Regions from separate parts of the Siniperca chuatsi genome. Here region 2 is linked to region 1. A link is a contact called in public Hi-C data. All regions are on one chromosome and are shown on one strand. The core of a region is the stretch at or near the end of the contact, and the rest is flanking DNA. Distances in the headings are between cores, read along the strand shown.

Region 1 (6,032 bases), core at 1,895-4,394:
TCTGTAAAACAAGATCTTTTATTTTGATACTTAAAACTAGCTAACTGTATATAAAGTTTTAAAGTAGCTAATTCTGAATGCAGGACTTTCCACCTTTTTAACAATCTTTACTGTCTTTAATTAAACTATTCTTTACTTTTATTTTTTTCTTTTAAACAAGATCTTTTTCTTTTGATACTTTAAGTACTTTAGTAGTAGAAGTTTTTTAAGTAGAATTCTGAATGCAGGACTTTACTTTTCTTTACTCTTACTTTACTCTTCTTTACTTTAAATTTCTTTACTTTAACTTTCTTTACTTTAACTTTCTTTATATTTACTTTTGTACTTTTACTTTCTTTACTTTTACTTTCTTTACTTTAACTTTCTTTACTTTTACTTTCTTTATATTTACTTTTTGTACTTTTACTTTCTTTACTTTTACTTTCTTTACTTTTACTTTCTTTATATTTACTTTTTGTACTTTTACTTTCTTTACTTTTACTTTCTTTATATTTACTTTTTGTACTTTTTCTTTCTTTACTTTTATTTTCTTTACTTTTACTTTCTTTATATTTACTTTTTGTACTTTTTCTTTCTTTACTTTTACTTTCTTTACTTTTACTTTCTTTATATTTACTTTTTGTACTTTTACTTTCTTTACTTTAACTTTCTTTACTTTTATTTTCTTTACTTTTACTTTCTTTATATTTACTTTTTGTACTTTTACTTTCTTTACTTTAACTTTCTTTACTTTTACTTTCTTTTACTTTTACTTTTTGTACTTTTACTTTCTTTACTTTTATTTTCTTTACTTTTACTTTCTTTATATTTACTTTTTGTACTTTTTCTTTCTTTACTTTTACTTTCTTTACTTTTACTTTTGCCCCGGACAGACTCATCAAGCTCCCCGCTGGTAGCCGGGTCTTTTTCCGGAACCTGAGTTTGTTCAACTTCAAAATGAAAGTGCAAAAATGTGTTGCTGAACGACTGCCTCGCAGCCAGGGGGGGAACCTCCCTCATCATTCCCGTTGATTGTGCTTTAGTGCTGCACATCTCCAAACAAATGTACAAACCACCAAATGACCACAAATTACAGTCATCCTGGGGCTTTTGGGGCCCCTGATGGTCTGGGGGCCCCTGAGCAGCCGCTTTGCCTGGTTGGTAATCGGGCCTTGCATGTGGAGGACAAGAAGAAGAAAGAGAAAAAGAAGATTTATGACCAAAAAAAAAAATATCTGAAAGTGAATTTCAGTGAGAGAAAGTGTAAACAATAAGTAACCAGGAGGAGAAAAGAAGGGAGTGCATCGTAAACTTTAGAAAGCGAAATTCTTGCTGTTTCCTTTGATTTCCTGATGAAATTCTGTCATATTAAAAAAGTTTTGTTAGAAATCAACAGAAAGAAATCAGTACACATCTACTGCGGACATAATCCCTGCCTTCTGCTGCCATAACTCATAGTGACGGAAAGTAACTAAGTACATTTACTCAACAGCACTTAAGTGCATTTTCGAGGTACTTGTATTACACCTGAGTATTTAAATTGTATTCTACTTTACACTTGTACTCCACTGCATTTCTGTGGGAGATAAATGTACTTTTTACACCACTATATTTATGTGACAACTGTAGTTGCTAGTTACTTTGCAGATTTAGATTTTACACATAAAACATATGATCAGATTCATAAAATACGAGCTGCAAGGTCGTTTATTTATCATTTTACAACACAAGGTTGTATAAATGGAATGAAAGTTCGTAGTCCCTTCATGCTACACACACAGAACACAACAGATGATTAAATTCGTATTAAAATAGTTTAACATACAAAACAATCACACTGAGAGGAGCTATTCTGCTGCACAGTGAGTACTTTTACTTTTGATACTTTAATTTGCATTACATTTTCAATACTTCTGTACTTTCACTTAAGTAAGATTTTGAATTTTTACATTGTAGTACTGCAGCTTTCACTTAAAGCGAACAGTTCGCCCCAGAATCAAAAACACAGGTGTCTCCTCTCACCTGTGGCGCCGTTTATCCAGCTGGACTGTTCTGGTGCGAGCTGCAGAGGTTTGGAGAAATCGGCCGTAGAGATGTGGGAACTATTTTCTTCCCACATGAAACTTCTCACAACAAACCTGTGGATTATCTTCAGTAACCGGGTCATGAAGTCTGGAAAGAGACGTTGCTGCTGAGTTTCTCAAATGTATTTATTTTGGCGCTTTGATCACCACAAGCAGAGCGCCATTTAGTCCCATTATATTCAATAAAATGCAGACATCTCTACGGCCGATATCTCCAAAACTCTGCAGCTCAGAATCAGAATCAGAAATACTTCATTGATCCCTGATCGGAAACTCTTTTGTTACAGCTGCTCACTTTCACGTCAGTGCACACAGGAATAGAAGCACTAAGCAAAAAAATATAATAGGCTACACTTAACTCGACAGTACATGCACTACTACTTATTACTTATATTATTACATTGTATTATTATACCGTATTATCATCATCCACTTTGTACTTCACACTTATTTTAATTTATACTTATACCCACCTGGTACTTCATTTATTTTCTGACCTGCATTATAGTGTATTATATTTTTTGCTTAGTACTTCTCTTCCTGTGTGCACTGACGTAAAGGTGATCAATAAAGCATTTCTGATTCTGATACACTATAATACAGGTCAGGAAATAAATTAAGTGGGTATAAGTATAAAATTAAATTAAGTGTGAAGTACAAAGTGGGTTTGCCGGTTGATGATGATAATACGGTATAATAAAAATAAATAATAATAAATAATAAAACTTTATTCATAGAGCACTTATCAAAACAAAGTACAAAGTGCTTCACAACAAGAGAAATAAAATACCACAGTGAATGACGAAATATAAAGAAATAAAACACATAAAATACACAAAAGCGATAAAATAAACAGCCAGTTCAGGCAAAAATAATACAATGTAATAATATTATTGGTAAGTCACACCAAAACAATCCAGCTGGGTAAACAGCTCTACAGGTGAGAGGAGAAATGTGTACTTTTGGGAATATTAAGTGAAATTCTGCGCACTTCTCTCACCTCAGCTCATACAGGAAGTGTTGCCAGGTTATGCTTTTATTTTGAATCCCAGCCGGAAGCGCCGTCGCGCGCCTCCGCCCGGCTTGACGCCGCTGCTCTCACAGCAGATCAGACTTGGCCGGAGAGAAGTGCGTCCACTTTACTTCGGAGCAAATCTTCTGTTTTGTTCTGTTTTACAGCTCCTTTATCGTTAATTTTTCCCGGTCGGAGTGTGTCGGCGTTTCTTCCAGGATGGTTAAAGTGTCTTTTAACTCCGCTTTGGGACAGAAAGATGTGAAAAAGGACGCCGAAACTCTTATCCCCGAGGAGGACAAAGTGAGTAGAAAATGGCTAACTGAGCTAGCGCTGAGTTAGCTTTCGGCTCGGAGGAAGAAGACGCAGTTCAAATAAACGTGCAGACACTCAGCGCTGTTGTTTAGCTAAACTCTCCATATATTCCCACTGTTTCTGCAACTTGTACACACCTAAAAAAGGCGACTGCAGTATTTTAAAGTTTTTTTTTTAAGTGTGTTATACTAACATTACATTGTTTGTGTTTGGCTGCTTCCTCGCGTGGCGTTTAATGTGTTTTTCCCCCCTTTTGATAAATATATTTGATAAATATATTATTTATATAGTTATATAGTTAACGTGTCTACTGCCATTTAGAGAAATTCATTATGTAAATTCTGTACCTTTTTTTTTTTGTAATTTGTCTATCTTTGGTAAAAGACCTGAAGCACAGTTTATTTTTTTTTAGTTTGGTAAAAGGAGGAAACTTTGTTAGTTTATGGTCACAGTTTAAAAAAAAAAAAAAGGCAGCAACGAACATTGTTTTGTGCTTTCAGTAGTTTTATTTTTTATTGTTTTGCAACCTGTCAGCCAGAAAACAAAAGGAAGTGTGCTGAGGTAAATAAGTAACTTTCTGAAGCTGAAATCACCAAGTGTTTTTTATTATTATTATTATTATTTATTGCTTGAAAATTGAAGGCTATTGATTTCCTGCTTTTCCACTAATCATTTTAGCTGTCTGAGATGTCACAAGTCTAACATCAGGCCACTTTTCTGTCTGTCCTGAATGTTTAATGTGTCGTCTCGTTGTCTTTCAGCTGCTTTGTCTCGTCTCCTGTTTCTCTGTGATCTTCATTTGACAGAAAAACCAGTTTCTAACCTTTTTTTATGTTGTTGCTCCTCGCGAAGGGTGCGTCACCTTTTTTTTTTTTTATAAAAGGTGGTGCAACGTCCATCAATCACATGCAAAAGTCCAAAGTACATTTTTTTTTTTGCCGTGGCCGTTAACTTTCTTTTCCACATTTTGAAATGAAGAGTTTGGTCTTTACAGAAGACCGGTGAGTTTCTCTGTTTGTTACAGACAAAGAGCGAGCTTCCCGTCCCGTCACAAGTTCACCTTTTTTATGTAGGAGTCCTGGAGAAGTTACGAAATTGTTAACCCCTTATCCAGGATTGAAATGCTTTGGAAAACTGGAAGACGTCATTAAAAGTTTAAAAGAAACATAAAGAGTAATTTTAGGTGTGTGACTGCTGCTGTGAATTTCAACATTTAGCGTGACTGTGTAACAAAACTGCACTTTAATTCAAACTAATTGGATGAATAATTCAGCCGTTTAAAGCTGACTGGGGGTTTTTAACTGCAGGGGCGTGTTGCCTGTCTCTGGGTAAAGTCCTCCTCCGCCCGTTCAGCCTCCACCCTGTTTCGAAAGAAGCTGCCGTGTTTCTATTTCACTCCTGTAAAGCAGGTCGAGAGACGTCTAATTTCTCTGCAGGGTGACGCCGACTCCAGAGCGCCGCGTAGACGTGACGGCATGGACGGTAGCCGTGTCGCCGAGGACAACACGTGCTTTGTGACAGTTAAAGACAGATAAGAAGCGTAGCTCTAGGTAAACAGGTTATTCATAGAGACGTGACATTTCTTGGCTTCACCCTGGTTGTGTGTGATGTGGTTCCTGTGTGGTTACTGCGGCTGCAGACTGTGCAGTGGTAGTCCCGGTTGGTCCCCCCCCCCCCCGTCCCCCTTTGAGTTTCAGCCTGACTGACTCTTATCTTGATAACCAGAGCTTAATGTTTTCCTTCTGGGCATTGAAGTGGGTGCAAACACGGCCGATTCTCTGTGTTCAAAATGCTCAAAAAAAAAAAAAAAGGCACGGCGGTTTGGAAAGCATTGTTCGCCCACAACGCGTCTGACGTCGCACGTTTCATATTGTTGCAGAAATACTATTATCGCATTTATCGCTGAAGTCTATCTGCATGCGCCTGCGGGGCAGCGCGGTCAGGTAAAGCGTCGTATCGCTGACCAGAATCCTGAAATGGAGCTGAAAAGATTAAAGTTCAGCAGTAAATTTTAAAGCTGAAACCATCAGTCGATCGACAGAAAATCAATCGACAGCCATTTTGAGAGTCGATTTAATCATTTAATTCATTTAGTAGCAAAAATGATTAAATATCTTCTTGTTTTGGGGCGCTGGTCGGACAAAACGAGACATTTTAAAGATGTCACCTCATCGAGTGTGATGGCTACGTTGTTTTTCTTTTTAATAGAACGATCAATCGAGAAAAGAACCAGCACAGTTTATTCAGAGCTCGTTTACATATTTAGTGGGAGTGGTCAATCGCGTGATCAGCCTGATCCACTTTGGGAAAGTTTCCGCTGCTCGCCGCTTCCTGCCTCGGGAAGCGGCGAGCAGAGTGTCATGGCTGCCGCCGCCGCCGCGAGCCCTGGCTTTGTGTGAACTTCTGATTCACCTGAAACATCGCGTGCATCGTCGTGCTTCGTGTTAGTAGGAGCGGGAGTCCCGTTCTTGTTGTCACGATTGGATTCAGATTCAGTGGAGCGAAGGAGGCGCCTTGTGTTTAGTCCACCGAACTGCGAAGTGAAACATGAGTCGGCTAAACGGTCTCGATGAAGATCCAAGGCAGGTTTGTTTTCAGCTCTAGCTTTCGTTTTCTCCTGACCTGAAATGATCTTTGGTTTC
Region 2 (6,032 bases), core at 2,324-4,823, 37 kb after region 1:
GTGGGATGTCGGCAGCCTTATTCTTTAATGCTGCAGAATACAATTACATTTGAGACAACAGTGTTCTTCTAAATTTGTGTCAACAGTTTGTGTTTGTCCCTTTCCTGTTTCAACATGACAATGCCCCCCGTGCACAGGGCCGCTCCACAAACAAAGGGTTTTCACATGCTGCTGTGAAAGAACTGGACTGGACAGTGTTCAGGCTGCGGCCGAGCCAACATGCAGCCACCGAGACTGCTTTTTACAGTCACGCTTGTTGCAGAGCTATACGCTTAATCCTATTAGCGTGTCTCTTTCTCACCTCTACGCTTTTTCAGTGGGCTGCAGTCTGATGTTATTTAGCCAGAAAGGTGTTTTTCTTAGCTCCACACAAAGGTTTTAAAGCCTCATATTGTCTTCAGATAAATATTCTAATAATAATAATACCCACAGCAGATCAAGTAAAATCTCTGGAGAACGTTTGCATTTAGAAACAGGTCACTAAACATATTTAAAATGTCTCTGAGGTTTAACCGGCTTTACATATTGAACCCTGACTGAGTGCATTGTGTGTGTGAACTGTGGCTGTGCAGCACCATGGAGCTGGCCAGGACCTGCGTTGGGACACCGTACTACCTCTCCCCGGAGATCTGCGAGAGCCGGCCCTACAACAACAAGACGTGCGTATGGTCGTCTCTCCGCGCAGCACCCACAACCTGAACCACCCTGAAGCTTCACAACACGTTTTTCTTTCTGTAATGAGCAGTGGCCGGGGGCGTTCACATCTTTGACTTCAGTAAAACCAGTGATACCACAGCGTAGAAATACTCTGATACAAGTAAAAGTGTTAGCATCGAAATATCCCTAAAGTACCAGAAGTAAAAGTACTCATGCAGAATCATATATATAATATCTATCTATCTATCTATAATACATATAATACATATATTACTGGATTATAATCAGTGATACATTAATGTGTTCATCACTGTAATGTTGCAGCTGGTAAAGGTAGAACTCATTTTACTTTATATACTGCTGGGTGTCTTAACCTATAATAATATATCATAATGTATTAGCTGATTTATATTTTGTATTAATAATCTAAATCTGCAAAGTAACTAAAGCGGTCGGATAAACGTAGTGCAGTGAAAAGTCCTGTATCTGCCTCTGACATGCGGCGGAGTGGAAGTATAAAGTGACATAAAACAGAAACACTCAGGTAAAGTAGGAGTACCTCTGAAGTGTAAGCACAGTACTTGAGTAAATGTCCTTGTTACGGCGGCTTGTAGCTGACACAATCAAAGGTCATGTTTCCGTTAAATACAGAACTCAGACCCGTATGTCGCCGCGAGAAATACACAAATAGGTTTTGATCAACAACCCTGTTAACCATGCAGTCTGTTTACACCGCAAATAAGATGAAGTGTCGGGGCGTCGCGTACTGAACGCTCAAAGAAAGCAAAATGTATTCTCATCTGTTTCTCGAGCTTTCTCACCACCTTCACCACCACAAACATTAAACAGCAACAGCTCAACCCCCCATTCAGCATATAAACATTTCATAAATGGTTTATAACACACTGCAGTGTAGTTGTACGTTTATAAGTGTTTATTAATGATGTTTTATATCATTACGACTGTGTTTTACTATATTGTCATTTATTATCTGTTTAAGCAGCAGCCTCCACGGGAGGAGCTGTAGTTCAAATTCATTAATAAACACCTGCTCACAATTGCATTATAATGTGTTATAAACCACTTATTAAATGTTCATACGCTGCTTAAAAATGCTAAATGGGGGTTAAAGTAAAATCTTAAAGTTTAATATTTGTGGTGGTAAAGGTGGTGAGAAAGCTCGAGAAACATCCAAGTGTCCCATTTGAATTATGTTTAATTTAATTATGTTTATTATATATTATATTATAGTATACATATATATAAATACATACTATATACCAGTTCCTTTTAGTACAATGTTAAAGTACTTTTCTTGTATACTGTTGTTAGTATACAGTCCACACTGTATAGTATTAATATGTAGTCTGGAAATGGTGCAGAGTGTTAGCGTTGTTTGTTTTCATCTGCTTTGAGTGCCAGCTGGGTGGAGTCCATCTCTTCTGCTCACCTCAGGTAGGTTCCTGTAAACTGTCAACCACAGAAACAAAGATAAAGATCAGTTTTGACTGATTAACATTCTGATGCTCATTACAACGACGGCATCGTCATCCCCAGCAGCTGACGATCCGCGCAGAAGACGTGGAAGTAACGAAGCAGCAGTGTTCTTGTGTTGCAGTGTAGAGCTAGTTAGTTTAGTGTAACAGTGTAGCTGCGGTATGTTTTCACCGTTAACGGTGTTTAACGGTTAGCAAACAAGAGAAAAGGCTTTGAGGACGAGGACGTACTGACGTGTTTGCCAAATGTAACTCAGTCTCAGGTAACGTTGGTTGGAGTTGCTGGACTGTAAACTTTTCCAATGCAATAAAGATCAGGACAGAGCCGCTAACGTTAGCCAAAACTCTAGTAGCATCCAGGACCGACTTCCTACGTAGTGCGGAAATACTGTACAGTGAATGTGCTAGTCTTGTTTTTAACACAGTCCAACCTCTGAAGCTGCTGCAGTCAGCCAATGATGGGCTCCTTGGCCTCGGAAGTAACGTTCAGTTACTACAGTAGATAGGATGCTAGTTAGCCAGACATGCTAACACTTGCAGGTTACGTTAGAGCACATAAACACAATGTTAAATGTTGTTTTTAGTTTTGGAAAGGGAAGCAGCCTTCAAACTCTCTCTTACAGCAGCTCAGTGCACACAGCTTCAACACGTGGAGAAATGCCACGCTTGGCGGGCCTGCTGTGCCTAGTTACAGCGGCTGAGCCGTGATTGGACAGTCCTCGTTTGGGGGAGGGGTTTAGCGAATTGCTCAGGTCAAACGGGACCCTGTGCACAGAGAGGAGCTTCCCCTTTTTTTATTTTTGTGATTGCGATAAGATCATCATGTGGTCGCACTGCAGCACGTTCACTGAGAGGGGTGTTTGTTTCAACAACAACATGTACAACCACACACACACACACACACACACACACACACACACACACACACACTTTCAAACAGGAAACTCTGATGTGCAGCAAACGCACACATGCAAACACCTAAATCTGCTCATCGTCCTCCACCCTCAGTTTCTCTTTGCTCCGCTCTCTTCTGCACTCTTGTTTCGCTGCAGCCGAGGTCAGAGCTGCTTCGTCTTTCCCACACTCACACAGACATGTTTGGATTGCTATACTTGCGAGACCCTCATTGACCTGATCCATGCCCGAGCCCCCAAACCCCCTAACCCTCACCCAAACCTAATCCTAAACTTAAACGTAAAACCAAGTCTAAACACACAAACAGTAATTTGAAGAAGGCACAAAAATGTCCTCAATCTCGAGGTCTACAACTTTAGTAGGACCTCACAAAGACAGAAGTAGTACACACACACACACACACACACACACACACAGGGCTCCTAGCCAAAAAAGCAAATACCAAAGGCGTTGTATTGCTCCAGAACTGAAAACCTCTTCACTAGTCGTTTCTGTCGGTAGCTGTGCTCTGTTGGATTTTGACATCATGGTTTGGTTTCTGGTGTTTATGACTTTAGCTCAGGGGGACAGGGCATAACGTTAAGCCCTGCCCAAGCACCCTGTTCCAACAAGAAACATGTCAAGTTACACAAGACGGAGTAAAAAAGCTGCTTTATAGTGATTCATAGATGCTCCCTGTGTGTGTGTGTGTGTGTGTGTGTGTGTGTCCTCTCTGCAGGGATGTCTGGTCTCTGGGCTGCGTCCTGTATGAGCTCTGCACCCTGAGGCATCCAGTAAGCTGCACCACACCCAGCACATCAGCAGCTGCTTCACACACACACACACACAGCTAGACCCTCCGCTAACACTGAGCTAACGCTAACACTGATGCTAATGTAGCCTGCAGACGGACCTCATGCAGAAGTACAGTAAGAGCAAAATCAGTAACAAAAATATTGTTGAAACTAACGATTATTTTCATCATCGATTAATCAGCTAATCATTTTCTTGATTAATCGATTCACAGTTTTGTTGTTAAAATAGTGAAAAGTGTCCATTATCCAGTTGTTTCCTGTCACCACGCTACTGTTGTGATCTAATAACTAATAACGGCAACAAATGCCAAAAAGAATAAAAACATAAAATAACAAAACGCCCACAGCCTGAGGTAATGTATTCAGATAGCTGGTTTTATTCAACCAACACACCAAGATATGTGTGTGTGTGTGTGTGTGTGTGTGTGTGTGTGGGCGCGTGTCTTCACCTGCAGTTTGAGGGCAGCAGTCTGCGGCAGCTGGTCAGTAAAATCTGCAGGGGGCGCTACAACCCCGTACCCAGCCGCTACTCCTACGACCTTCGCCTGCTGGTCACCCAACTCTTCAAGGTCAGACACTCTGAAGTTTTTACTGTTCGTTCTTTCTGTACAGCGTGAGGATCTGAGCGACACGAACCACGGTGAAGTGCGCAGAAACAGTACTTTGATACACAAATACAAACAGCTGGACTCGATTCGAACATCGGTTACTTGAGCTTTGGCGAGTCAGGACTCGGACTTGCACCCGGCGGGTGAGCCTTGACCTCGAGACTCGTTCCCACGACGAGTGTTGGAGTAAGACTGTGTTTATTTCTGCGATGTAACATCTTTATGTTACATTTTGTGTCCACTTTCGGTTTAGTTTAACAGACTTCAGAAACCACTGAGAACGTTTATTTCCGCGAAGTGAATGAAATGCAAAAGACTAACCATTAAAACCAGTACACATCTGTAACATCTGCTGCCAGAGGTCGCTGGTGCAGGTGCGCCTGGAATCACCTGCTGAGTTCAAACTGTAAAACAATCCTTTGCTACCCAGGTTACTGTCTGTGATTGTGTTGGTCATAGTTTCATGATGTGCCGCAGGTGAGTGGCACAAGCTTTGTCGCTTGTTGATGAGTATTGTTATTGAACTGTACAAATAATTATCAATCGATCGAACCGTTAGAAAAGCATCTTCTTCAGACGTTGCTGCTCTTTTCACTTCACGCACACACATGAACACACATCCGCTGTTTTCAGGTCAACCCCCGGGACCGCCCTTCGGTCAGCTCTGTCCTCAGGCGTCACTTCCTGGAGAAGCACATCGGCAAACACCTGGACCCACAGGTAAGGAATCCGATTGGCTCACTGGTCAGTTCATTAAAGCTCGGTGAAAGGGTTCGTGGGAAATCCACCAGACTTCGAGCGTGTCGCACTGACTCCGAGCTACGGAGGCGTTTACTGGGTAATGTCTTCAGTGGCAAAATGAAGTTAACCGAAAGCCGACGGCATTCAGACTGAAACCAGGTGCAGCCGATGCACGCTATTCTCCCACAATGCAATGCACAAAGGAAACGGTAATAATTATGGATGGTGGTGAAACAATGAAAAATAAATATTTGGAAAACAAAAATAAGTCATCACACGTATTGTGTCATTTCCTGTTAAAGCGGTTTGGTATGTGAGCTCCAACAGCGTATTAGTATAAAGAATTAGTATGTAGATGGAGACGGATCAATGCATTGAATTGCAGTGTGGATTTGGGACGCAGCTTTTGACTCCATGAGAGCGTGACGGAGCTGCCTGAACAAGCAGCAACAGCACTCACACAGTATACACACCAACTGATATAATACAGCAGTACTTACATTTTCAAGCAATACTACAGAGTCCAAAAATACACAATACCGGTTTACACAGCTTAGATAATCAGATTTTCAGACTTACATGTCTACAACGAAATTCACGGGCTACTGATAAAGCATATATCATCGTCCAAAAGAAATCAAAGCAAAGAATAAACAAATAGTCCGTCCCGCCTTCTTTTCTAGGCTTTTCAGACAAAGGTAGCTCAGTTAAATGCATTCAAATGAAGCCAGTATTCCAGTTTCTGATCACGTATAACCCAGAATATTTCAGGGATTTGTCGAGTCATTTAATGAAACACTGACCGTCTTAAATCATCCTAG

What was found. Hi-C and Micro-C count contacts between places; a contact is called where the count stands out from the background.
Region 2: a contact with region 1 is called in a Hi-C map of liver, with 2.5 times the contacts expected there. The contact joins the enhancer-like site here to the promoter of itm2bb in region 1. A contact is called at or near these places in 3 of 3 Hi-C or Micro-C datasets (liver, skeletal muscle and an unstated tissue).

What each region holds. Positions count from the first base shown.
Region 1 is chrLG12:27,919,696-27,925,727 of ASM2008510v1, forward strand. itm2bb (integral membrane protein 2Bb) reads left to right here and starts at 3,145. Exons shown (of 7, transcript XM_044215828.1): 1 at 3,145-3,378. The coding sequence starts at 3,295.
Region 2 is chrLG12:27,956,713-27,962,744 of ASM2008510v1, forward strand. LOC122885135 (serine/threonine-protein kinase Nek5-like) reads left to right here. Exons shown (of 23, transcript XM_044215844.1): 6 at 573-659; 7 at 3,787-3,841; 8 at 4,318-4,431; 9 at 5,104-5,190. Among protein-coding and RNA genes, the nearest start is that of LOC122885135, 13 kb to the left of the region's middle. Within about 2 kb of position 3,574, the one cell type or tissue checked has an H3K27ac peak away from gene starts, as active enhancers do. A contact at or near this core is called in liver, where this site is marked.